Linked DNA regions of Mus musculus: all the other regions are linked to region 2. Evidence: chromatin contacts called from public HiChIP or PLAC-seq and promoter capture Hi-C data. All regions are on one chromosome and are shown on one strand. The core of a region is the stretch at or near the end of the contact, and the rest is flanking DNA. Distances in the headings are between cores, read along the strand shown. Region 1 holds the start of Pabpc1 (poly(A) binding protein, cytoplasmic 1). Region 2 holds the start of Stk3 (serine/threonine kinase 3). Region 3 holds the start of Zfp706 (zinc finger protein 706). Region 4 holds the start of Fbxo43 (F-box protein 43). Region 5 holds the start of Rnf19a (ring finger protein 19A). Region 6 holds the start of Ywhaz (tyrosine 3-monooxygenase/tryptophan 5-monooxygenase activation protein, zeta polypeptide).

Evidence for each region. Promoter capture Hi-C pulls out the DNA fragments that hold promoters and counts their contacts. HiChIP or PLAC-seq counts read pairs in DNA pulled down with a chosen protein or histone mark. Capture Hi-C pulls out chosen DNA fragments and counts their contacts.
Region 1: a contact with region 2 is called in a promoter capture Hi-C map of adipose tissue, with 2.8 times the contacts expected there. The contact joins the promoter of Pabpc1 here to the promoter of Stk3 in region 2. A contact is called at or near these places in 1 of 39 promoter capture datasets (liver), 1 of 115 datasets of contacts at active chromatin or transcription factors (astrocytes) and 2 of 9 other capture datasets (adipose tissue and liver).
Region 3: a contact with region 2 is called in a promoter capture Hi-C map of liver, with 2.4 times the contacts expected there. The contact joins the promoter of Zfp706 here to the promoter of Stk3 in region 2. A contact is called at or near these places in 2 of 9 other capture datasets (adipose tissue and liver).
Region 4: a promoter capture Hi-C map of embryonic stem cells shows a contact between it and region 2, with 4 times the contacts expected there. The contact joins the promoter of Fbxo43 here to the promoter of Stk3 in region 2. A contact is called at or near these places in 13 of 39 promoter capture datasets (the 3T3-L1 cell line, the C10 cell line, HPC-7-derived erythroid cells and 9 more), 6 of 115 datasets of contacts at active chromatin or transcription factors (cardiomyocytes, embryonic stem cells, fibro-adipogenic progenitors and 3 more) and 3 of 9 other capture datasets (adipose tissue, liver and macrophages).
Region 5: an H3K27ac HiChIP or PLAC-seq map of cardiomyocytes shows a contact between it and region 2, with 5 times the contacts expected there. The contact joins the promoter of Rnf19a here to the promoter of Stk3 in region 2. A contact is called at or near these places in 1 of 39 promoter capture datasets (liver), 1 of 484 Hi-C or Micro-C datasets (embryonic stem cells), 4 of 115 datasets of contacts at active chromatin or transcription factors (astrocytes, cardiomyocytes, large pre-B cells and 1 more) and 3 of 9 other capture datasets (adipose tissue, liver and macrophages).
Region 6: a promoter capture Hi-C map of adipose tissue shows a contact between it and region 2, with 2.7 times the contacts expected there. The contact joins the promoter of Ywhaz here to the promoter of Stk3 in region 2. A contact is called at or near these places in 2 of 9 other capture datasets (adipose tissue and liver).

Annotation. Positions count from the first base shown.
Region 1 is chr15:36,606,182-36,610,572 of GRCm38.p6, forward strand. Pabpc1 (poly(A) binding protein, cytoplasmic 1) reads right to left here and starts at 2,792. Exons shown (of 15, transcript NM_008774.3): 1 at 2,133-2,792. The coding sequence starts at 2,325.
Region 2 is chr15:35,153,593-35,157,741 of GRCm38.p6, forward strand. Stk3 (serine/threonine kinase 3) reads right to left here and starts at 2,214. Exons shown (of 11, transcript NM_019635.2): 1 at 1,935-2,214. The coding sequence starts at 1,960.
Region 3 is chr15:37,006,137-37,010,634 of GRCm38.p6, forward strand. Zfp706 (zinc finger protein 706) reads right to left here and starts at 1,266. Exons shown (of 4, transcript NM_026521.4): 1 at 992-1,266. It overlaps LOC115488529, which reads left to right. Exons shown (of 2, transcript XM_030248876.1): 2 at 720-2,337. The coding sequence ends at 1,668.
Region 4 is chr15:36,163,523-36,168,156 of GRCm38.p6, forward strand. It overlaps Fbxo43 (F-box protein 43), which reads right to left and starts at 1,339. Exons shown (of 5, transcript NM_001081253.2): 1 at 948-1,339.
Region 5 is chr15:36,281,068-36,285,649 of GRCm38.p6, forward strand. It overlaps Rnf19a (ring finger protein 19A), which reads right to left and starts at 2,080. Exons shown (of 10, transcript NM_013923.2): 1 at 1,845-2,080.
Region 6 is chr15:36,792,240-36,796,396 of GRCm38.p6, forward strand. Ywhaz (tyrosine 3-monooxygenase/tryptophan 5-monooxygenase activation protein, zeta polypeptide) reads right to left here and starts at 2,299. Exons shown (of 7, transcript NM_011740.3): 1 at 1,906-2,299; 2 at 1,240-1,436.

The DNA of each region.
Region 1 (4,391 bases), core at 1,542-4,041, 1.5 Mb after region 2:
AAAAAAAAAAAGTGTACTATAAAAAGAAGTGCTAAAGCTGAAACTTTTTTTGGATACAGGATCTCTATGCAGCCCAGGCTGGCCTGGAGTCCAGCCACCTCTGCCATGTACCCATTACCTGTCTTAAATGAAAAAAAAATACTATCATTAAGTAAAGAGATGAGACCTTCAAGGGGGAAACAGTCCACTTGAACACCTGAAGCAAATTTCAAATCTCATAATAATTGTAGTTATTGACAGAACAAGTTTTTCAGCCACCTTTTCTCTTTTTCTTTCTTTTTCTTTCAGATAAGGTCTCACTGTGTATCTTTGGCTTTCCTGAACTCATGTAGCCCAGGCTAGCCAAGAACTCAACAGACAAACACATGTGCTGGGTTTAAGTGCAGAAAGCACCACAGTCCCCCCAACCACTTTTCTGTAAATGAAATTTCTAGCTCCTAGAGCACAGTAATCAGCAGCCAGCTCATTATCAATTGGCCACACCTCCTAAGCACCCCTGGTCCTGCTGACTTTGCTTGAGCTTGGGGTTTTTTTTAATGAGTCACATCTCCCTACAAAACTGAAAACTGGTCACTAGCAGAACCCTAGTCCATTACTGCAATCGGTAAGGAAATACTGTAAAAAGGAAAAAGCTGGTTTAAAAAAAATTGGTAAGATGGAACATTGAACATACAGCCACAAAATAAATGGAAGAAAGAAGAGGCAAGATTCTGAGCAGTTGGAATATTGGTCCACTGACACAAATGTATAAAGTTAACTATAACCATGGCAATTTGAGGTTCGGCTTTTCAAATCCCAGGACCTTTAAAACCTGGGCATGTCTGGATTTAAAAAAGAAAAGAAAACCACTAAGTTTCAAGTCTTTCAAGTTTTGTTTTCATAGAAGTTCTGGTTACTCTATCCCAAGCTACCTTCCTGTACCTTACATTCTGTCACCTGCCAGAGTTGAAAGCTGTAATGAAGTGACACTAAAAGTGCCCCTTAGAGAGCAAGGGGCAGGCCACCTGCTGTGCCCTTCTACAACTTCTGGCTTACCAGAGCATCACTTAAGATGCTGCTTACCCCAAATCTCACCTTTAATCTAGTGACCACTCTTTAATTCCAGTCTTCCTTACTAAAATAAAACCCAGAGCTGACTTCTAAATCAGAGTCATCTAGATTTAAAAACCCAACGATATCAGGCCATAGATCTTATCTGATTCTTAGATTTCTGTTTCAGTGAATTGTCAAACTTAAAACAAACTCAATGTGTTACTTCTTAATTATTGCCCAAGATTCATGGATATTCCAAACCACTTTACGAAAGAAAAATCAAAGAAGCTTTCATTAGTTGGATGCTATTAACTCAGCATAATTTGATCCAGGTTACCCTAATATTTAGGACCAAAACTGGTCAACATGTTTAAAATTCATAACCACAGGTGCTATTTTAGAAAAAATATACATATGTATACATTAAATAACGACTTCTATTAAACTTAAGATCTAATTTGTTTGAAAATGAGCCAAGGAGTCTGGTGCCCTAGAGTCTTCCACATCCCCTCCTCCACGGCATGGTTAAAGAATACTTCATCTAGGGAAAACCCCAAGCAATTATATATGGTATAAGGTGCCTTTCCTGGTCCACAGGTCAGAGATGTGCTATTAGGAACGAGCTTACGACCCTAAGGACCACCACCACCAGGCATCACCCTATTTAACTTTCTTCTAAAGCCTAGGGCTCCTCCCAGCGATTGAGCCACCGGCAGGAACAGGCCTCGGGCCTGTGAGGTTACAGGGTTCAACACGTGGTATTTCCCAACACTGAATCGTACTTCCTCCCCGGCCTGACTGCCGGGCCAGGGCAGGGGATGGAGGGGTACCTCCACCCGCCGCTCCAGGAGGGTACTCGAAACCCCCGAATCCCACAGCTTGTGGCGGGAGCGCGGTGAAGGCTATCTCAACCACCCTCCGGGCGCGTCATCGCCCTAAAGTTTGAGAGCGACCGATGGCGAGAAAATGGTCGCAGAGGAGGAAGTGCCGGCCCGCGAGGGGCTGCGGCGCCGTGCCCTCCCGCCCCCTCGCCCGCCCCGCTAGGCCCGCCGCCCCGGCCGCATGGCCGCCCGCCCGCCACCCTCCGGCCTGCCGCTCACCGTCCGCCGGCTGCTGGAAGTTCACGTACGCGTAGCCCAAGGAGCGGCGGGTGATCATGTCCCTGCAGACCCGGATGGAGAGGATGGGCCCGGCCGGGCTGAACTTCTCGTAGAGCATCGCCTCGGTCACGTCGGGGTGCAGGTCCCCCACGTACAGAGAGGCCATGGGGTAGCTGGGGGCGCTGGGGTTCATCTCGGCACGGCTGCCCGCGGGGCCGCAGGCCGCGACCTTTCCCGTGAGAGGAGGAGAGCGAGTGCGGGGCCGGGGGACGGAGCCGGGGGGAGGGGAGCGGGGGCGAGCGCAGAGGGACAAAATTCAACCGGAATCGACGCGTACTCAACGGCCGTGGAACCGGGGGAGCGAGGCTGGCGGTGCTGGGTCCGGGCGGCAGGAAGGCCTCGGTCTCTGGGTTCCTGCTTGGAGCTGCGGGGCCGCGGGCGGGCGGGTCGGTCTCGGCTGCTTCACCGGGTTATTTTATAAAAGAGGAAGAAAAAAAATAAAAGTCTCCGGCGGGGGAGACGCGGATTTTTTTGTAAATTTTTTTTGGGTTTTTTCAAAGGATTTTTTAGATTTTTTTTGGATTTTTTAATAATAAATGTGTGTTCCGAGCCCGGAGCACACACTCCGCACTCTCAGCACTAACCGCCGGGGAGAAGGGGAAGCACCGCCTCCTGCACCCTCTACTTATACCCCCCGCCGCACTCGCCCCGCCCACGCGCGTCTGACGCCAGGGCCCTACGCGAGCGACGGCGCCGGAGGAGGCGGAGGAAAGCGCAGAGGAAGGGAGAGGTGGCGGCGGCTGCCGCTGCTGCGGGCGTGGGGGTTGGGCCCGAGGCGGGGCGGGGCTTCTGCGCAGGCGCCACAGCCAGGGGCCGACTTCCCGCTGCGCAAAGCCAGGAAAGGGCGGGACGGCCAGTGGGCGGCCTCGGCGCGGCCGCTGGTCACGCCCCTTGCGCACACGCCCCGCCCCCGCCCGAAAGAGCGTTAACCCGTCAGCGCAGCGGGTGGGCAGCGCGCGGGGCTTCCGGGTTTCTGGGCGCCAACCGCCCCCCACGTGCGCGTCTAGTGGCGGCCTCTTCCCTCCGCCCCGGCTGAGGTTCTGCTTCGCTAGCCCCCCACCCCCGAGCGGCGCTGGAAACGGGTGGGCGGGCGTGAGCCTTGCCGGCCGGGTTTCCTAGGTGTGCGCGGAAGGAGGCAGGGTAACTGCCTCGTTCTCCTACCCGGACCGCACTACGAGTCCCAGCGGGCAGCGCCGCCACGCGCGTGGGCCGCGGAAGCGGTGCCTGCCGGGAGCTGGAGTTCTCAACGGCCGCGGGCTGGCTGACCTCAACCGGACCCCAACCGTCCCGGGCGTGACCCAGCACGGGTCCGCGGCCCCGACGAGGGGGAGGGGAGGGGATGGGATAAAGGCAGTTGGGAGTCTGGCGCTTAAGATGTTCTGTTGGAATCACTTAGCCACTTCCTACATTTTTTACAGTGGTAAAAAGGACTCGAAAAAAAAATTTTTTTTCCTTTAAAGTATGCGTTTCTCATAATTACTCGGTATCTGTCACTCTTACCCAAACAAACCTGGATAGCCTGCTTAACTAGGCGTGGTTGGCCACGCTTTTAACCCACTTCACCAGGCGTGGTGCCCACGCCTTTAACCCAGCTTTGGAAAGGCAGGAGGGGTTTGCAGATCTCTGAGGTCAGGGCCACCCTAATCTAGCTCTTGGATGCCAGGGTTTGGGGATTAATATAAATGATTGATAGGCACAAATATATCAACTCGTAGAAATGACATTACATCAACCCAAAAACTCCACTTTAGTAGGTTTTACAGTTTTTGAAGTCCTCTATAAACATCCTTTGACAATGATGTGTGGGAAGTGAAGCAAATAGTACTATTTTTACCGTTAATGGTGTCAGAAGTTAAATGACTGCTCAGCTCTTCAATGATCGTTAGCCTAGCCTATTGCCTAGTGTAAATTAGTTATAACTCTTCTCAGTTAGAATTTAAGTCCGGAGACTCTTACACAGATGCTGTCCCCTCTCCCCCATCTTCACCTCCCCACCCATATTGATGGAAGATAACAGTTTTGAAAAATATGTTGTATGCTTAACACATGAGTATCATTTAAGGCTGTTCTTTGTTTGTTTGTTTGTTTGTTTTTTTGTTTTTTCGGGACAAGATTTCTCTGGAGCTCTGGCTGTCCTGGAACTCACTCTGTAGACCAAGCTGGCCCGAACTCAGAAATCCGCCTGCCTCTGCCTCCCAA
Region 2 (4,149 bases), core at 964-3,463:
AGGATAAACACTATTAATTTGGAAATGCTATAAAATAAAACACTGAGATACTAAGATATAAAAGATTAGCAGTCTGTATCTTTTGCTTATTGCAAATGTCTTCTTGTTGGGACACCAAGATAACGCACTAGATAAAGACACCGGCCACCAAGCCAGATCACCTGAGTTTAAGCCCCAGAACTCAGTGAAAGGAGAGAAACAACTCCTGTAAGCTGTGCTGACTTACACACACGTCATGGCCTGGGTTTACAGAAACACACACACATGAGGTGGAGGGCAGGGATACCAAATCAACAAAATGGAATTTTAAAAACAATCCCTTCCTGCACAGGAACTATATCCTAGTCCCAACTATTCCTGAGTCAAAGGCAGAAGGAGCTCTTAAACCCAGGCACTCAAGCCACACTGCACAACATATGAGGGGAAAAACAAAAGAACTAAAAGAATTGCATTTCTAGATTAAAATGAGTCTTTGAAGAAATGGAAATTTAAAATGTAAAGTTTTATGTGCAAGCATGGCTTTGTAAAGTATAAGTCACGATGGAATTGTCACCCACAACTTCTGATTGTCCAGGTTCACTAATGTCAAGTGCAGGCATTTTCTTACAGCTATAATGAAACTGATAATTTACAGTACAGCCAACCAGCACAGATCTTTTATTTCAATTCAGTCATTCCAGCTGGCCTATGCCATAGTCTCAAAGATCTCCCCTTTACTGCCCTTCCAAAACAGAAAGAAAAAAAAGTTTCAGGTTTTCTTCTGTTATTGTGGGGAAGGCGAGTATCCAGGGACTACCAGAGGAAAGACACCAATAACATGCTAGAATCTAACAACTGACTTGCTTCCAGGGCCCAGAAGGATAGCCTGTCCCTTCTGGGAAACTGTCCACATCCTCCCCTTTTTTGCATCTGAACAGATGGTTTCCAGAAACCAAGGCTCACATGTCTAATCACACAATTCACAACGGTTCTCAAAGTGCCTACCTTTTTAACGATTCCACCTCATGAGTCTAACACCTTACATCTAAATATCTCTAGATATTAGAGCACATGAAGACTTTAATCTTCACTATAGCACTCTCTTAGACAGTTTTGTAAATTATAAATGAAAGTGAGGTTAAATGTTTTACCCAGCGTCAAACAATTATTTTATTCATTCATGGAGAACAGGGAGAAGACATTATGAACGTTTATCAATGGACATTTAGTTTCCTAAGATGATTGAAATGATTAGTTCAAACATATTGTACACAGATGCATCCAATATGTCCATGATTAAACATAAACAATATATAGCATACCAAAGTATCACTGTTTTTATGTGCAAAACTATATGGGGGAGAGGTTCTAAGTTAACATTCCATCTATCTTGGATCCATAAATTCTTTAGAACTTTGGGGGGAGGGGGGAAACACCTGTCATTGCTGCACATCCATAATGTTTTACATTCTGCGTGGCTATTAATATACTTAATTCCTTAAACTGTAAATAAGCGATCTGTCTTCACAAAGTGAATGGTTATATTATTAAGAAGACTTGATCGAGAGAGAGAGAGAGAGAGAGAGAGAGAGAGAGAGTGTGAGAGAGAGAGAGAGAGAGAGAGAGAGAGAGAATAAGAGAAGCGTGCATTGATGTCCTTATCTCCAGGTTTCTGGAATTTACTACTCAAACCCTCCTAGCCACCAGAAGGGCCGGGAACCCAGCGAGGGCCACTCAATTTGCGGCGCACCAGGCCCTCAAGACGTCGGCACGGAGACTCGGCGTCCCCTCTGGGTCCCTGGCCTCGCAGAGGGACGGAGCCGAACGGTGGGCGCCTGGACCAGGCTGCGCTCAGCGCCGAGCAGGCGGGGACAGGGTCGCGGCGGCAGGCCGGGCCTAGTAGCCCCCGCCCCGCGCCGCTGCTTCCGTCCTCATCCCGCTCCCGCCGTCGTTACCTCTTGGACGCCGGCGGCTGCTCCATGGCGGCCGGTGGCAGAAAGAAGGGCCGAATGGACCGTGAAGGCCGTAGGGAGGAAAGGAGCCCGGGAGCAGCCGGCCGAACGCAAGGGATCACACCGGGAAACTCGAACCAACTTTCACGTAACTCCGCGGCGGATCTCCCTCCCGCTCCTCAACGCGGTTCCTCCCGGCCGCCCCGCCCCGCCCCTCGGCCGTGGCCTGCAGCTCCGAGCTGGTGGGAAGAGGCCGGCGCAGCGAGGGTGGGCGGGACGGAGCGCGGACAGGGAGGGTGGGCGGAGCGTGTCCCGGGAAAGTGGGCGGAACCTAGCGCGGTCCAGAAGAGTGGGCGGGCCCTAGCTCAGCCAGGGATAGTGAACAGGATGCGCCCTGGAAGGCGGGCGGGCCTTAGCAGGGCTAGGGAGGGTGGGCGGAGCGCAGCCCGGGAAGGGTGGGCGGGTCCAAGCGCTGGTGAGAGTAGTGGAGAAAGGCCACCAAAAGGAGTGCCCAGCTCAGAAAGAAGATGTCTTGCTACCAGAGTGAGACTTTGGCAACCCAAAAGCTACTGTGCTGGTGGAGGGGTGCTAGTCCACTAGAGATTTGACTCATTTCTCAGGATTCCCCAAGAATACATGCCAATCATCTTGTAAATCTGTTTGAAGTAAAACTGCCCTCACTTCCCTCTCTTGTCCTGTTTATAATTATTAGTTATTATTAGCTACGTTCCCCTGCCCCCCAAGCCAATTGGCATTTGTAACTATAGTAGTTGGGATACTTCTGGAAATTCTGGTTGATTTTGATTGTATACAAGCATAATAATTACAGTCCAATGACAGAAAATATTTACTGCAGTGATCTCTTGGTGCACAAATTTAGAACACCAGAGTCTTGCTGGATGCCCTGTTGGGTAACATGGAAAGCCCATGACTAGTTATAGTGCTTGGAAAAAGATACTAAAGGAATATCTTTCTTTTTTTCTTGGGTCCCCGACCCCGACAGCCCTAACCCCCATTGAACTTGACCCCTTACACATTCATTTGTCTACTATTTAACCATAAAATACACACACACATCTTCTCACAACTATACAAATGAGTTTGCTTATTTTTTTTTCTAGAATATTCTTTAAAACGAATTGGGCAAAGTTTTCTTAGAGGTTGGAGCCATGTGTATGAAGTCAATATTAGTCAAAATGAGTATCAACTGAAACTAAATAAGACACACACCTTGATATCTATTTCATCTACTCAGGACAATAGGAACAATAACAAAAACTAAGTGATTAAAATGTCAATACTGGGCCATGAGGGGGTTCTGTAAGCAAAGGCACTTGCCACACAATCCTGATGAGTCTACAAGTGTAAAGAGAGAACAGACTTTACAAAGTTGTCCTTGGCTTACACACACACACACCCTTGCCACATCTCTCTCACACATGCACACACTTCCACACCCTCATCATGCACACACACAGTAATGCCAGCCTTTATATATATGAGTATGCTGTAATTTTCCTCAGACATACCAGAAGACGGCATCAGATCCCACTACAAATGGTTGTGAGCCGCATGTGGTTGCTGGGAATTGAACTCACATCCTCTGGAACAGAAGTCAGTGCTCTTAACCATTGAACCCCAGTACCAGCTTTTAAAATGTCAGTACTGGGAATCACCACTGAAACTCTCCTGCCCACCTCGCATTCTCCTAACTTCCACATCAACCTCATTTTTTTCCTGTTTCAGCAGAAAGCATCTTGAGAAGTTCATCTCATGATTTTTTTTCAATTTATCAAACATTAAGATGGGCTCAGTTTATCATCCTTTACAATGGGTTCCTTGTCTTAGCAACTTTATCCTCCAGGAAGTCATCCCAGTCCAGCCAAGCACAGCAGTCAGTGGTGTTGGCGGCATATGCTTATGATTGGTGCTCTGTGCTGAACATTTTCTTCTCAGGCAGTCATCCAACCTAAATGTGAGTCATCTGAGAGCCAACCCATAGCATCCTCTCTCTCTGCTTGTCACCTAAGCAACAGCCTGACACATCCAGCTCTGGGCTGGGGTTTTGCTATCCAGGTTTGCAATCCTATCCTACTGTACCAGCTTCCTGTAGTGAATGCCAACGAGTACCGCGCTTCCCAGGCCACTTGTGCTTTGGGGATAAATGCAGGAGAAAGTCAGGAAGAAAGGAACTCGAATATTTGTTTATTCTTCTGAT
Region 3 (4,498 bases), core at 16-2,515, 1.9 Mb after region 2:
GATCTTTACTAGATCATTCTGATTGTCTAAAACATCTTAACTCTTCCATAAAGCATGGCTTATGTATGTGAATTACTTGGTGAACAGATCTTAAGGGTTTTATGCTTAAGTTACAGAACCTCACATCAGTAATTCCAGAACTTTCCTTGCCATCTAGAAATTAAAGCAGCTACTTTGATAACCTTTTCATGAAGCGTGCTGTAAAAACAATGCCATCAGATAAGCAAAAACTATTTTTTAACTTTTGCGTTTAGGGCTTCTCCTAAAACACAACAGAACACCTAAGATTTAACCCATTTTCTTTACCACCACCAACGGTTACAAAAAGGCAAACGCTTCAATAAACACAAAATGTAACACTAGGCAAAGGAGATCTGTTCTAACAGGCTAGCTGAGCGGGGCAGGCCCCTAACTTCTGACAGCACAGATTTCCTTTCTGAAAGCAGAAGTGCAAACGATCCAACCACCTGCTTTCGGACAGTTCAACTTACAATTTGCTCTTGACCAGCTCATCGAGTTTTTGACAAAATCTTACGTATAAATCGCTCCCTGATTAAGTGGGACAAACTGAAAGGCAATAAATCGTTTGCAAACAGTTACCAGCTGATTTTTAATAAAAGTTTTAGCTTTCCCAGGAGGCTGCAAATGAGCTACGAACCAGGAAGAGTTCTTGGAATACCAGGACTCTTGAGAAGGAGGCCCTAAGGGGCCGCTTAAAGAGAAACAACTTACTCTGAGGCCGGGGAGCCAGGAAATGGGCTCACACTCTGCAACCAGCCAGAGCAAGGGGCCCAGGTCGGCTCCGCGGCACGATCCCAGCTCTCAACAGCCATTCGTGGGCAGACTCAACCCCACGGTTGCAGCCCGGCCCGCCCGAGGCCTCGGCGGCCCTCAGCCCCGCGCCCGCTCCGCCGGGAGTCCGACGCCCGCCCCGGCCTCCCGCCGCCGCGTGCCTCCCGCCCCGGCTCCCGCGTCCTGCGGCGCCGCTTACCCGGGCCGGGCCGGTCTGGCGTCCGAGAGACCGCGCAGCGCGAGAAGAGCTGGGCAGGACGAGTAGGGAAGGAAGGGTCGAGCCCCGCACCGCTTGGGGCCTCCGCCACCCGCAGAGGAAGGACCGAGCAGAGCCGGGAGCACAACAGCCCGCGCCTCGCACACCCGCCGCAGCGCGCGCCCGCCGCGCCTGAGCCCGAGGCAGGCCCGTCGCTCGTGCCCGCGCACGCCGCGCCGCACTCCCAGTCGCCTCAGCGCCGCCTGCTTGCCCGCGCGGTCCCGCCCCTCACCTTCCTGCGGCGGCTTTGCCCCGCCCCTCTAGCATGCCCGCGTCCTTCCGGTCTGCAGGCCAATGGCAGCTCTCCCCTGTTACATAAGCGCGCGGGGGCGGGGCCTAAGACGGGAACTGCGGGGCCCTCGCCCGCCCCTCTGCTTCCCGCCCGCTCTCTCGGTGTCGTCTCAGCGTGTCCCCCTGCCCTTGCGGTGTGTGACCTCCGGTCTACGGGCGGCTGTCGGCCGAGTGGCTCAGCAGTCACTCTTTCGTGTTTCACTCACCCGGCCTGGCCTTTGCCCCGCCGCCCTCGTTTTTCCCTGGCCAGCCGGGAGCCCTGTAAGGCGCTAGCCGGAGCGGCGGGGGAGTCGCGTCCGGGGCCCCGCGTGGCCGCCGCTCGGCCATGACCCCCTGCCAGACTCGCTGCCATTGTTCCCTCACTGGTTCCGTGCTCAGGGTATTTTGACTTACTAGGGACTTTCACATAGATGGAGACTTGAGCCTGAAAAATCGGCTAAATCCTAACGTGCTCGCTTGGCCTGTGCAGGCTGGCTATTGGATTGCTAATACTTGGGGAAAGAATAAAAGGTCGTTCCCCGCCTCCACTTGATTTAGACCACGTTGTGAACTTCAGATACCTTATTAAGAGCGATTGCAATTCTAACATCTAGTGGTGGTTAGAAATGGCGTTGTAAATCTCTGCATTTGTTGCCCTGTACCTGCAACAAGCTGCTCCCCATTAGATCTAATTAGGTTATAGGTATACTGCTTTTGTGGCCTTAAAACCACTATGTGGTTCAGTCTGTCCTAGAACTGAACCCTTTCACCTCCACAGGAGCTACATGACCATGTGTCGCCATGCCCAGTCAGAATCTCAAACTTGCCTGCCAGTAGCCAGAGAATTCGTTGACTATGAGCATAGTCTACTTTACTTGTACTATGATAACCTTGTCACAGTATTGTTAAAAATAGCCAGAAAGGTGCAACGCAGCTGGGCCATGATTGAAGTGGGCTCATCTTTGATTCATTTCACTTTATGCTCACAAGCCTTTATTAAAATGTAGTTACGTGTTTAAGTTTTGTTACTGTTGCTGATGGTAATCTGTAATCTCCTTTTTATTACTGTATAGCCAGTGACCAACAAAGTGCTGAAAAAACAATATTGAACAGAATGTGTCTAAAGAGACAGGTTTGGAACAGACATGTCAAGAAGCTATAACATAGTTATTAATGGTGGCCACATTTACTGTTGTGTTAATCTGCCTTTTGGGTTGAGAGTCTTGGAGGATCTAGACTTGGGAAATACAAAGAGCTGTTTGTCTAGTCATGAATGACAATGGACACTGCAACTAGACTGTGACATCTGCAGGGGTGAGGTGGTGTCTGAAGTCTTGTGAAGTAGGATTGGTTTGTTGCTTTTTGTCCTGTGGCCTGGGGGAATACTCAAAAGCTAGTATCCCTTGAGTTTTTAATTCATATCTCCTGCAGGAACCTGACAAAAGCTGTAGCTGGAGTTAGTTCTCTCTCTCAGGACAGGACTTTGTTAACCGGGGTCTATGGGGAGTCACTAGGTGTTTAGTGGTAGCTCTGCCTTCTTTCTGGCTGGGGCCAATAGCACCCCATTTTCACTTGAGGAAAAGTAAAAGTCTTTGAGGATACTTACAGATGTTCCCTGGGGGAATCCGAGTTCACAGCAGTAAACTCCACAATGTCTTCCTGCTATGCCTCTTACCCGCACACCTTCTGCTGGAGCTTTTTTCTTTTTTTTGTTTTGTTTTTTAAGACTGCCACTCAGGCCGGGCATGGTGGCACACACCTTTAATCCCAGCACTTGGGAGGCAGAGGCAGGCAGATTTCTGAGTTCGAAGCCAGCTTGGTCTACAGAGTGAGTTCCAGGACAGCCAGGGCTACACAGAGACACCATGCCTTGAAAAACCAAAAACCAAACCAAAACAAAACAAAAAGCCCCAGAACCCTGCCACACAGGTCTCTTGTCTCCTCTATGCTTTTTATCCTTGAAGGAGTCTGGCTCACTCCCTTGTTAAGCACTGTTACCTAGAGAATATGGTGTAATGGTAATTATATGTGGTGCTTAGGACATTTGAAATATACAGGGGAAGTATGAAGCCGGAGTGAGTATGCTTGAGCATGTGTGTGGTGACAGTGGGTAAAAGGCAGGGCCTCTGCTTTGCCACCAGCTGGTGTAGTGTCAGAAAAGTGACAGCAATCTAGACATGAACACTTAGGCTTCTGTGCACATTCCTGCATTTAATTATGAATGCTAACGACACTTGTGGTAACATTTTCCCTTTTCTGCCTATCGGCGGTCACTTTAAGATAGTATGCAACAAGAACTTGCTGATTTGCTATCCAAAATCCACCTCATGAAATGAAACTGCGCCTCTGGAGATGAAAGATGACAGGCTTATTGATGTGTTTGGATGCGTGCTGGGTTCCTGCGATGAGGTGATTGGTGAGTTCCCAGCATATTCATTCTCAATACATAATGTAATCCTAGAACCCAGGAGAGTGAGGCGGGAAGATGGATAGCCAAGGCTATGTAGTGAGTTCAAGGACAGCCTGAGCTATGTATCAGATCCTGCTTTTAAAAGACAAAGCAAACAACACAACCACACCGATAACAACCAAAACAGTCTCCCTGAGGGGCTCCTGTCTCTGTGGTGCTTCCCTTAGAGACAACCGTACAACCGTAGGAAAAGCGAAGGTGGTTGCTCCGCTGCCTCCTCCTTACCTGTGCACCTTCTGCTTGAGGCTTTTTGTTCAGTCTCGTGGCTCTGAATGTCACACTCCCTTGAGACAACGCCTGCATTTCCAGCTCTCATTCCAGCCTCTTTTGTGAGTTTGTATTGACAGTTCCGATGCCCGTTGCTCACTTCTGCCTTGATGTTTTCCAGCTACTTCACATTAGTGCCAGATTGTACTGACTCTGTGAAGCCATTGACTTGAGTGTTTATGTGCAGCGACACTTTAAAACATGCTGCCAGTTGAACTATAATGACTTTTGGTTGTAAGGCAAATCTTGATTTCAGTAAAATTAAAAGAAGTTTAAACAGTAATGTGGGATATTAGAAATGCATCAAAAAGAGTAAAGTACTTAGACAAGGCCTTACCAAGAGAGATTCCAAGCTTGTATTCTGAATACCAAGCAGCATTGATGAAGGACATTGCAGAAAATCTAAGTAAACAGAAAGGCAAAGGTGCCTTCACTTTGTCGGT
Region 4 (4,634 bases), core at 89-2,588, 1.0 Mb after region 2:
AGAGGTCAAGAGCTTTTGCACTGCTCTCACCAGATACCCAGGCTCGGTTCCCAGCTCACATCCTCATGTTCAATAGTGTCTCTATGTATGTCTCTATGGGCACTGTACTCATGCACATACACAGACATACATAATTAAAAATAAATCAGAAAAAAACCACTATGTTTTTTCTTTTTAACATTTATTTGTGGGTGACACACATGCAAACATAGCATGCCATAGAAGTCATTTCTCTCGTTCGGCCACATGGACTTAGACATGTATGGTATGTAAGTTAAATATGTAGTTTAAATATTACAAAATAACCTGCTACAAAAACCACAAGATCCGAGGCTCACTGCTATAAAGCAAAGTGATTTTTAAGCCTCTTCCGCTTTTGGGCAGTTTTGACTTCTGATCCCCTGTGCTTATGACTAACTTCTGCGCATGCCTGGTAGGACAAGATGATTAAGCTCTGCTTTCTACAAATTGCTCCAAATAGTAAGTTACAATGTTTCCTCTCATAAATCACTTTCTCCTGAAAAAATATTAATTCAATCAATTTGCGAAAGTTAGAGCATGTGCATTTACTGTATTGTATTGAATTTTATTCCATGTGAAATTTATTCTAAAAGTGACCTGTTCTGCCACTTCACCACTAGGTGCCTCACCAGCATAAGATTTGGGAAATGGAAGCTAAAAACCGTTGGGAATAAAGTAGGAGCCCTGATACACGCTCCCTACTTGGGAAAACCAGAGACTCTGTCGCTGCCTTCATCCTCATCTTGCTTATACACCAAAATGCCTGCTTCAAACTTTGAAAATTATTCATGCAACCACAGGCTGATGAATCAAACAAACCTTTTGATGGCAAAAAAAAAAAAAAGTTCTGATAAATCACTCAGAACTCCTATCTACAAAGACTTACGCAAAATAAAAAAAAATAAAAATAAAAAAAAAAGACTTACGCCCTATACAAGTCAGAAAACTGCTTCGTTAAACCGATGCTCTCATTAAAGTGGAATATCTTACCACCAGTCAACCTTGAGTTCTTAAGACATGTCAAAGTAAGGTAGGCTTCCAAACAACAAAGTCTGTCATCTTTGCCTTTAAAGTTCATGCCGAGGTACCACCACTTAAGAGAAAAACCTCAACAATTAACGGAGCCCGGAGCAGCGCCGGGACGGCTTCAGGAGGGGCAGCGGCTGGGAAGGTCAAGTCGCTCGGAATCTCTCCGCCCCGCAGCAGCCGCACTCTCCGGCCTCTCTCCAGCCAGTCTTGGACCTGGGGGAATCTCCCGACTAGAGACCAGAGATGCCCCCCCACCGGAGCTGCCGAGCCGTCTGCTGCGGGCGGGACTAACGGTCGTCACCCGGACGTGCGGGCGGGCGTGCGGGCGGGAGACGCCCCTGGGAGGAGGGCGGAGCGGCTGCGGGCCGGCGCACCTGGGCCGCGCCGCCCACCTGAGCCGGGAGCCTCGGCCGAGCCCGCCCCTGCCACCTTTCCCCGCCCAGGGCACCACCCTCCCCACCTTCCGTCTGAGCGCTCGCCCCGCCTCCCCGCCCTCATCCCTTCGCAGCTCCGCCCTGCTCCATCCAGCTCTCTGTTGGTCCCTGCATCACTGCGTGCGACCAGACTGGAGGGACGCATCGGTTAGAAAACCTGCAGTGCCAGGCATCATCCCTGGAAGTGTTTCGCCCGATGTACAAAGTCAAAGAATCCTATCAACAGCTTTGGATAGTAAAGGCGTAAATACAGCATAAGGACGGAGAGGTTGACTTCCTAACTATTTGATTTTGGGTTAAGAGAGTGGCAGTGGTCCCTGGGAGTCCACTTGAACTTGTTAGGTAGCCAAGACTGTCCTGGAACTCCTGATTTTCCTGCCTTCATCTTCCAATGGCTAGGATTACAGGAGTGCCCCAATAAACCCAGCAACACCCCCCAACTTTGGTTTTGGTTTTGTGTGTGTGTGTGTGTGTGTGTGTGTGTGTGTGTGTGTGTGTGTGTGTGTGTGTTTAAGACCGTGTCACATGAAGTCCAGGCTGGACTTGAACTCCCGATCCTCCTCATTCCACCTTCCAAGTTCTGGCGTGTGCCACCACACCTGGTTAATGATTTTTTTTAAAAATAGTTTATGATTTTGCCCTCGTTTCTACAGTGAACAAATATATAAATTTTGTGAATAGACAAAAAAGAAAAAAGTTGTGAGTCACACCTCTATAGTCTCTGCAGTCAGGAGGCAGAGGATCTCCATAGAGACCAGCCATGTCTACATACCAAGTTTCAGGTCAGCCTAAGCTACATAGCCACTGACCTGAAAAAAAAAAAAAAAAAACCAACAAAACAAAAGTTATGAATAAATGAGTGACTGTGTTTATTGGTTTCAGACATTCCTTTTTAGGGATCAGAAACAGCCAAGAACCTATCACACCAAATACATTTAAAGTCTTGGCTTTCATTCAGTGTTCCAAGAATGCACAGCCTGACCCCCATCGCCTGTCTAGCTGGTCTTCTCCGAGCAGAGACTCTTTTCTTCCTGGGACCACTGCAACAAGACATTCCACCTAGGCAGTGTTCAAAGTTTTATCTTCTCCAAATTGACACAGGTCTCAATCAGAACCTCAGCTGCCACCTTTAAGCTAGTAACAACCACTACCCTCTTCTCTGAGGATTCTCCTTAGCGTTGACAAATAGGCTTAAAATACCCAAACTCAAAAGTAAGCTCAAGCTACATGCTATTCATGCAAAGATGAACAGGGCACAGTTTCTTAATGAGGCTTGTTTATAAACAGGTGAGAGTGCCCTCACTCCCTAGGGCACTGGGCAGGTGCTAACCATTAAACCAGTTAGAATTTGACAGCTCAGCTGATAAGGGCACTTGCTACTCTTTCAAAGGACCTGAGTTTTGTTCCCAGCACCCTTACCACACTGCTTACAACTGCCCAGAACTGCAACTTTGGGAATTGACACCCTTTTCTGACCTCTGCAGGCACTCGCACACACATGGCATATATTCACAAAGATACACATTTAAAAATGTTTAAAACCACTGTGTTTGTGTAATCTCTGATAGTGAGCACTCCCCATGTTCATTTTCCTGTAGATAAAGATTCCTGAGGAGGTTGACTCCCTAGTTAGAAGCTACTGCACTCTTCCTTGCTGCCCTGATAGGCTGTCACATTCACGTCTTTACCAGCATCTACACAACCACCTCATCCAGTATCATTCCTAGGTTTATTTCCCCTGCACTTTTTGCTATCCCAAGCCTTAATGAACTCTCATTGACCCTCAAACCACTTCCATTTAAGCCAGGGGAGTAGTGCCCCCCAACCAGAGACCTAACAGAGACTCCTTTGACTGGATCTAAACGCGTAATACTGTGTTGGCATTACATACCCTTCCTCTGGCTATATGAGCAGGGTATTTGATTTTATTTGGTGGGATGCCTAGGAAACACTCTGTTACGATGCTCTCCTGCTCTTGTAATGGGAAAAAGCTCAATAAAAGTCCTCTTGTCTGCTTCTAACGTTTATTCATTTATTTATATATTTTTTAGATTCTTTGTGTGTGTGTGTGTGTGTGTGTGTGTGTGTGCGTGTGCGCTCTCGAGAGCATAGGACAGTCATAGTAAAACCCAACAGTGTCTGTTCTCTTTTGATTGTGTGGGTTTCAAAGACTAAGCTTGGCTTCTTAGGCCTGGTGACAAGCACCTGTACCTACTGAGCCATCTCACTCATCCCTTGCCTGCTTTGAGGAATGCAGCTGATAGGAGGAAATTGATATGCAGCAAGAAGCAGCAGAGATGGCCGAGCAGCTAAGCAGCATGGCAAGGTGGCTGACTGCTTGGCAGCTAGAGAAGGGTCAGCTGAAGATTTCCAGAGCACAGCAGGAGCAGGACAATATGAGTGGGAGGTAGAGACGGTGAGGAGAGGCTGGAAGGATACAGTAAGGCTGTGCAGGCCCTGGTGGCTGAAGAGTTCTAGAGAGCTGTCAAGATTGATTTATCTGAATCAATCAAAAGCAGATTTATTACTTAAAAAATAATCTTTATCCAAGAGTGGTGGTACATACCTTTAATCCAGGTATTTGGGAGGCAGAGGCAAACACAGATCTCTTGTGAATTTGAGGCCAGCCTGATCTACACAGTGAGTTCCAGGCCAGACATAGCTATATATTCAGAGTTCATATAGGTGGTGGTAATGATGATGCACCTGGATCCTGAGAATCGTAGCCCACCTTTGGGGGCTAAGGAGTCCAGACTTCCACATCCTACAACCAAGTCTAATATTTGTGGAGCTTATTGATGGCCATAGAGCAAAGCGTGAGGCTATGCAAGGCCTGTAGGAGAACTAACACTAGATGGCACCACTTGCTGCTCTTCCTGGTCTGCAGCTGTTGCTCAAATCTGCTCAGAAAGCAAAGCGGCAAAGGCCAGCCCTTGACAAGCTGGTCTGTCTTTGCTGCTTATAGTTTCTATCTGAGTAAGAAGATCCCAGCCATCCGACTGGTAACACTGGTACAGGACAGGGCAATACTGTAATGGAGTTCAACAGTGGAACAAAGGAACATCTAATCCACTAGAGGAGAGATACAGTGCTGACCTGTAAGCACCATAAGGTGAAGTGGATTTTGATGGGTGCGTAGCAATAGGAGGG
Region 5 (4,582 bases), core at 830-3,329, 1.1 Mb after region 2:
AGTACATTATACTCACAACTGCAAAAACATTGCTTGGACGCTGTGTTCATGGCAAGTCAAGTCCATTTACTTTCTACTTGGTGCTGAAGTATCTTCAAAAACACTTAAGTAGAAGATAATATGGCACTGTCATTTTGCCAGATTAAAAAAGGCACCAAAAATCCAACACATTGCCACAAATATTCAAAATGAAATTCTAACATTTGCTAGGCAACAGTACAATGAACAATTCTTTATATTAATTCTAATGTTCAACCAAGGCATCTCCAAGATGAGGTATTTCATGCAGCTATTTTAGTAATGAATAGGTTTGTTTCAACTTCTAAAATAATTCTGCAATTAAAAAAATTAACCTTACTGGGGTTCTAGAATGAGAATCGATGATATAATAAAAAAATACACTCAGGCTAGCTGCCATATGCATTCTTCTTCAGAAAGACACCTTGCAATGACATTAAAATCTTTCCATGGTCACATGAAATTTAAGCTTACACTGTATAATATATATATATATATATATATATATATATATATATATATATATCTTGCTTTTGTTTTGCATAATTTGGTTTAGTAAGTCCCAAGACTTAATACCAATTCTTTGTCCATGAAATTGTATGTACCAAGTAAAGAACATTTGAAAGTAAGGACATAGCCATTTTCTAAATATTTACATTTTAATTCAATACAGACAGCTCTGTGTTAAAGAAGCTTAAGCAAGCAAATATGGAAATGACTTGAATTACAAACAGAAGCACTAGGATGTGCAAAGAGACCGGTTTATAGCAAAACCGGAAAGGGAAAAAAAGACAAGTATCTCGTCACACTACATACAATGAAAAGGGTCAAGAAATTCTGGTTAAAATATTAAATAATCAAAGACTGCCAGGTACGCGTGCGTATACACAAACATACACAAAGTAGAATGAGGAAGATCAAAATATTTTGAAGGCACCAACCACGGAAAGGCCCGCTTTCATACCTCCCGTTTGCTATCATTTTACACCAGCCTTTATAGCCAACCCTAGGTTTGAAAATTGCAGCTGCATTTAAAGGCCGTCCTATCATTACCAACATTTTGCGACATTCTCAACCCTACACAAAGTAAAGCACCAGTCGTGTATTTCTATCTCCAAGGGCGCCAACAAGCAAAAATTAAACCTTTCTTTTTCCCATATATAGCCTTCACCATTCTCTTCCCTCTTTTATTTGCTGCCCTTGTCTCAGGATTAACGAACCTAAACCACTTCTTCCCATTAGTGGAAATGGAAAAAGAGAAGAGAGCGACAGTAGAGCGGAATCCCAGACCGAAGGAAAAACTGGCAATTCAAAGTGGTGGCCTCACTCGGGGTGAGGGCAGGGAAAACCCCAGACGTGGAGTCCGGAAGACCCCCGTTCATCCCCAGGCTATACGGCTTTCCGCGCCGGTGCCTGCTTGTGTGCGCGATCTCCGCTCCCGAAGGAGGCGGTCATCTCCCCGCCGCCCTCCCGGGCCCCAGGCGGCAGGCTTCGGGGGCGAAGTCCGCGGCGCCCAGTGTGCGGCGAGGCCCGGAAAGCGTCCCGTTAGAGGCGATTTCACCCGTCAGGAATGCGCTCCGCCCCCGCCGCCTCCCCACGGCGGCCGCCCTCGGGTCTCGTCCGCTCCGCCGCCCCGGAACGCTCGGGGCAGCGCCGTGGACAGTCACAACACCGACGGGGCCACAGGCCCGGCCCCCCACGCCCCGGCCCGCACCCCGGAGACGGCCGCAACGGTCTCCCGGCCCCAGACCGAGGCCTGAGCGGCGCCTTGAATCCCCATCCGTAGGGGAGCCGCCCGGCTCCCGCGGCTCCGGCGCCTGCCGTACCTCAGCTCCTCAGGGCGGCGGCGGCGCGGGGCGGCTGGCGAGCAGGCCCATCCCGCGGAGGCAGAAAGCGGAGGCAGAACGGAGGACGACTTTTCAGCACCGCCGCGGAACCTTCTCAGCTAGGGCGAGAGCTGCCGGTGGAACGGTTGCGGGCGGCCGCTTTCCCGAACTCCCCTCTGTGACTCCAGTCGGACCGTCGCAGCCGGGAACCAACACAGCAACTGCCATTCTCCCCCGCCCTCGCCCCCAGGCCCCGCCCCCTCCACTCCCTCCTGCCCCACCCGGCATAGCCCCGCCCAGCGCGCCTTGCGTCTTGGCGTCAAGCCCCGCCCCGCCCCACGTCGACCAGCCGCGGTTATCTCTGGGACGCGGTGGTTCCTTGGCTCCAGCACGTTCGCCTCGCACTGCGCGCTCTCGCCGCCGGCCCTCCCGCGGGCGGCGACTTACTCGGAACGCGCCGGGCAGTGGGGCGGGAGACGCCCTTCTTGTAACCCCGACCCCGTCTCCGTGAGGTGATAGGAAGGGACGGCGGGAGCCGCGTTCCAAGTGGAGCGCTTCCTGAGCGACAGGACCCTGACTTAGCTTTTCAATCCTTTGTTCACCTGCTTGATTGGCAACCCTCGGGAGAGCAGAGCCGAGTCGTCCCCAAAGAAATATCTCAGGTCTTATCAATGTCTGATACAGTAGGAGTTACTTTGGCCCAGCCTGTGTCTTCCATTCCCCTCCAGCTTTTGATCCAGTCGGACACCCTTTGAATTTTTCACCTACATAAGACTTGGTATAGAGTTAGTTAAATAAACAGATCCCTTTCCTGTCCTGATCCCATCCTCTCCGTTTATTTCTCTTGGGGACTTAGATCATTTCCTTAGAATCCTGAGAAATGGATGTGATGGATGCCAAAATGTCCATCCACCATCTGTTACTTAATCTAAATATATCACTCGATCCTTATTTCAGTGTGTCTAAACTAGAAACTCACCAAGGAGCCATATTTTTTCAAACCCCACTTGGCCTCTTTGGTAACACAGTAAATTTTTCCCAGTTAGAAACAGGCTAGGCGATCTAGGGCTAAATGTCTTTGACCATACATCTTAAAGGGAGTAAGTATGGATATGATTTCCATTTATTGGAAGTTGAGAGCCATTATGTGTATACCTTAAAATGCTATCAAAAGGCTGCATTCGATGCCCAATAATCTACAGGACACTTTAAGCCTACGGATAGTGCAAGAGTAGCTTTGCAGTACAAATGGAGTAATGACTGGTAAGGGTTTTGAGTAAAGAATTGTGCAGAATAACAGTGGTCCTGTACTCTCTATAGTCATCATAGTTCTGAGAAATTAAATTTCTGTCTTCCTAGAAATTGGAAGGGTCTGCTGTTACTTACTAGTCCAATATGCATATCCTGAGAGAGATATACCTGAAGGACATCTCCACTTGAATCTATGGAGGCATCTTGTATTAGATAGTTTTATCTTAACATGAGACAAGCTAAAGTCGTTTGAGAGAAGGGATCGTCAATGAAGAAAACACCTCCATGAGACTGGGCTGTAGGAAGCCGTAGGACATTTTAATTAGTGATTGATGGAGAGACAGCCCACTGTGAATAGTTTCATCCCTGGGCTGTTGGTCCTGGGGTCTATAAGAAAGCAGGATGAGCAAGCTATGAGGAGTAAACCAGTAAACAGCACCCCTCCACAGCCTCTGCAACAGCTCCTGCCACCAGGTTCCTGCCATATTTGAGTTCCTGTCCTAACTTCTTTCGGTGATGAACAGTGATATGAAAGTGTAAGCCAAATAAACCTTCCCCAAGTTGCTTCTTGGTCATGGTGTTTTGTGGCAGCATCAGAACCTTAAGACAAACCTATAGCTCAAGTCTGTCTGAGATAGACAGGGGCTTATCTAAAACAACCCTTACTTCTCTCATCCAAGCAGAGCCAAGCCAGAAGTCCAGGGTTCTCACAGACACCCTGTCTTTGGTCCCTTTCACTGAGTCCCATTTATTATGCCCTCTAAATATCACTCTGTTCTCTGTGCTGTATACCCTTTGCCTTTAGGACAACAACTTCAAGTTTGGCTGCCTCCCCCAAGAGAACGTGGGAAAATTGAGATGCCTAGGCTGCATCCAAGTGAAGGGGGCTCTGGAGAGCCGTATATTTTTAAATTCCAGGTGATAAATGTACTTTCGAGACTGGAAACCATGCTACAAAGTCACCGTTTCTCCTTGGATTCATGCAAAGAAGCTGCTTGGCCTCCGGTGGGCTTTTTGCTGCATTCTTCCTAATTTACCCATTGTAATTTATTCAACATTGGCTCAAGAAATATTGCTGTCTACTAAATTAAAAGGTGATCCAAGCTTTCTACCATCTCCAATGCTCTCTCTCCCTCTCCCTCTCCCTCTCCCTCTCCCTCTCCCTCTCCCTCTCCCTCTCCCTCTCTCTCTCCCTCTCTCTCTCCCTCTCTCTCTTTCTCCAGATGTGAGCACTGAGCTGTTCTTACCGCCAGGCCTTTGCTCTACCATCATAGACTCTAACCTTCCAAAACCTTAAGCCCGATTGACTAAATCCTCAAAAGAAACTAGGAGGAAAAAAATGCTACTTTCTTTTATAAGTTGCCTTGGTCATGGTGTTTTGTCATCATAGCAATAGGGAAACAACTAAGACACAAACTAACAGCATAAAAAGCGTCAAATCCAATATTTTATTTTGTTCTCTCAACAACTCTTCTGATATTTGAACT
Region 6 (4,157 bases), core at 1,049-3,548, 1.6 Mb after region 2:
ACTTCCCCCGGGGTCTCGAAATCTAACATTAGAAACGGTCACTGGTAAATGTTGCTTCCAAAAATGATGTAAGCCTAAGTCAGTACAAACGTTCCCCCGCCAACCTCCCGGATAAGGGGAAGTGGATTAGGTTTCTCACAGGAAAACGAGCGCTCCTGGGCCTCGCCTTCAGACTGCGGGAATACTCGCCGCACCCACTTAACCCTTGGCTGCCTGAGGCCGGAGGGTGGGGCGAACCGAAACCGCGCAGCGGTGACTTTAAAGCGCTAGTCCTTGCGTCCGCGCCATCCGCAGCCACCTCCCCTCCTTGGCTCCGCCCAGGCTGGTGCCTCCGCGCTAGTCCCCGACTCTCTTTGTCATGGCGGAACTGTGTCAAGGAGCCCAACCTACTCCGACTGTGAATCGCCCCCCCACCCGGGCAGAGGGAGGAGCAGTCCGTGCACCCGCCCCAGTCGGAGGGTGGTGGTGGAGGGGGAGCAGATCACCCTCCCCGGGGGCCCGATGCCATCCGCGCCCGCAGAAGCGGAACCGCGGCCGGCCCGCGCCGGACACACCCCGCTCCCGCCCAGGGTCCCCTCCGCCGGTGTCCGACCCAAGCCCCGATGTCCCGACAGCTGCGGTAGGGGGAGGGGCAGGGCCCCACCCAGACAGGCGCAGCCCCCATCCTGGGGCCGCAGCTCCTGGAAAGATGCGAACCTCCCACCAGCCCAGGACGCTGGGGACCCCGTGCCCCGGTACCCCCACGCCTAGCTCTGGCCGCGCCCCTCCCCCACCGCGCGTCCCGAGAGTCCTTTCTGGCATTGCGGGCCCCAGCGAGCCCAGCCCAGGGTCCCTGGCGGGCCCCACCCCAGAGCCCCGCGTGCTACCTGGCTGCCCCCCGCCGTGGGGGAGGGGGTGGCGGGGGCGCCCCGGGTGGGGGCGGCCTCACCTGCGCCACGGCCGAGTCACAGTCGCGGGCGGAAGCAGGGTGCCGGCGGGGGCGGATCGCGGTCGCCCTCGGGAGCGGGAGCCCCTGGGTCTCGCGCGTGGGCGCCTCATCCGCCACCCCCACCCCGGGGACCAGAACGGGGCGATGAGCAGCCCGGCAGGCCAGAAGCAAGCGGCCGGGGGCGGCGGTGGGCGCCTGCCCGGGCCCGGCAGAGCCGAGCCGCCGCCCGGGTCCTCCTGAGAAGACCCCTCTCGGGCCGCAGCGCGGCGGCGGGCTGAAGGGACCGGAGGCCGACTCGGGCGGCTCCTCACCTGTGTCCGGAGTGGGTGGCGGCACACGGACGCGGCTCGGCGGTCTCTGGGCGGCGGCGGCAGCAGCGGTGGCGGCGAGGCTGAGACTCTGTCCCTGATCTGGCTGCTCACAGGCTACAGCCGCTCCGCAGACACGGGGTTTCCTCCAATCACTAGCCCCGGCAGCAGGGGCACCACACGCACGATGACGTCAAACGCTGCTATGGCAACCGTTGATTGGTGCCCACAGTTCTCCGGCCCGGCGCAACCGCCGCTCCCCTGCGCGCGCCCGGCCGGCCCGCCCGTGCCCGAGGGCGAGCGGAGGAGAGCGCGTACTCGCGCTCCGCTCCGCTCCCGACCCTGCCTTCACCCGCGTGCTCGGTTCGCTCCCCGCCGCCCCCGCGAGCTGCCCTCCCTCCCCGCCCCTGCGGCCCGCGGAAGGAAGCCTCTCCCCGCCCCCACCTCACTGGCGGGCACATCCGGGACCTTCGCGTTCCCCCCCACCCCCTTCCCGCTCGGCCGCCCTCTCTCTGCGCCGGTAATGGCGGTGGGCGGGTTGCGGGGCAGGGTGAAGGCAGCTCTACTGCCAGGGCATTGTGATCAGAAGCCGAGAGTAGGGCAGCGGCTCCGCCAACGCCGGGGCAGGGAGGCCCGGGCGCGGCTGCTCCCTCGGGCGGCCCGCTTTACCTTCTGGCTGCAGGAAGCGGCCTTAGACCTTTTAAGGCTGGGAAAAGCGCGAGGCTGAATGACGCCCTGCCTTTCCAGTCGCGAGCTCGGCGTCCACACCGTGACAGCCGCGGGGACAATGGGTGGTCGCTGGGAGGAGCGGGGAAAGGGTTGGGCTAGCGGGTTGGACGTGATCGTAGAAGCCTGACGTGGGGCGAGGCGGGGAAACAGGCTAGAACACACCGAACTGTTGTCGTGGGCTGCACTTTACCCTCTGTAGAGCTTTCATTGGGAGACACATTGTTCCTAATTAGCGCATTGTAAGAGAGTGACCGACCCTTTTAGGTCCTGGAAGCAAGGTTAGGGAGCGTGGCCGTTCCTAGGGCTCTAGCTGGAGGAGGAGCGAGGCTCCTCCGCCCGGAAAGGGGGGGGGGGGAGGAAAAGGGCGGAAATTGCAGGTGCCTGAACCCGCAAGGTCTCCACCCAGGAGACGGAAGTTGAAAGGAGATGCAGTCTCTATGAAGAATCTGTCCTTGCTCTCTTTAAATGTGCGCCTCTGAGCTAAAATATTTTCACTGAGCCCCTTCTGGGGCCTACACTAAGCACAACTGGAAAAAGAACCTCAGGAATTCAGCCCCAGAGCCCCCTGGAAGACTTCATGACAAGCATTCTTTCCCTACCACTGTCTTTCATCAGAATGTTGGTTACATTGTTTGAATCACAAGTTTGTTGTACAAATTATAATTTGCCTGAAATGACAGCTAGGTAGAGATTTGCCTGTGACCAGTTCAGTGTCGCTCCCCTCGCCAACCGCCCTCCCCCCTCCCAACACACACACCGGTTTCCACAGCAACAGATAACATGCTAAGCAGATGAGCAAATTAATTCAGGTTTTATCTCCAAGATACTGAAGTCAACTTACTTTGGCTGTAATGTAAATTCTTTCAGGGAGTGACTCACTTAAAATGACTATTTCAAAAGCTTTTATGTTTGCAGTTTTGTAGTAGGTGCTAGAAATTTGACAGAAGATACTAGGTTAAATCTTTTGTAAAATGGAAATGTCTGTTAATGTCTGTAATACACGTCTATATGGAATATACACCTCAGGGAAAGTTAAGAGATTTCTCTGCATAAATTGCAGACTTGTTTTGGAAAATAGTTTGGGCTTTTGCCTTGTGCATTAACTAGCAAGGTTTCTTTGTGTTTTAATAAACCAAAAGGTGCTTTTAGTTTTTACAAACTCCAATCAACATGTTTGCCTAATAAAGGCATAATAAGGCTGCAAGGGGGCCAGAATTAGATTTGCCATGGAAGGTCAACTGAGAAGAATTCTAAAGAATAATATGTAGCAAAGCCAAAACCCAGAGCCTATAGGCCTGAAGTATGGGGAAGTTACTGGTGAGTTTGATTAGCTGCCCAATTGTCTTCCTGTCTTCTTTACTTGGGTCTTACTTCATGCAGTTGATGTCTCCGCTATACTTTGATAGGCACAGTAGTAAAATATCAGCAATAAAAGTACTACCATCTGTGGCTGAGGAATGCATGTGTGTTTTCTCCATGTAGTTTACTGTAATTACATTTTGGGAACAATAAGGGTGGTAGCTGTCCCTGGTGTTCAAAACCCAGTGAAAACGAAGTGAAACAGTTAAAAGTGGTAGGTCTAAAGTTCAGAGATGAACGTGTTAGCCCAACACTAGACATTTCATTCAATTTCTGTCCCATGTTACACAGTAAGGTAAAGAGTTCAAGTAAATTAGCATCAGTCTGTCATTCCAACTGGAAACACGTGTCAAGGGTGATCTTTTCAGTCATAAACAGTCCCGGCAGGCTATCGTCTCAGCTCTGCATCATTTGACTGAGTGAAGCTTAATGTGCGGGACTCTGCAATCAGAAGAGGGGCAATCTTGCTTTGTCATCCAGAGGTCTGTTCTTTAGCTTACTAAACTGGACACACTAATTCCCAGTCCCATAAGATTAAACACCGTGATTGAGAGAGTAAAGAGTGGGCTGTATTGTGCTGTAGATTCTAATTTCCATACCTGAGAAACTGGAAGTAGAAATAGATACAGACAGCTGTTCCCCAAATCCTCTTCTCCAGTTGCCATAGTTTGGATCCCACTGTCGAGTCTCTTGGAGCTAGGTGTGGCCCACTGACCAACTGCTAGGCAATGGGACACAAAGTGATGCCCTCTGCTTGTGGACCTGAACCATAAATCTTCCCCACTAGACATGGCTGAACCCCAAATCTGCCAACCAAGTAGCAGACCAGCATG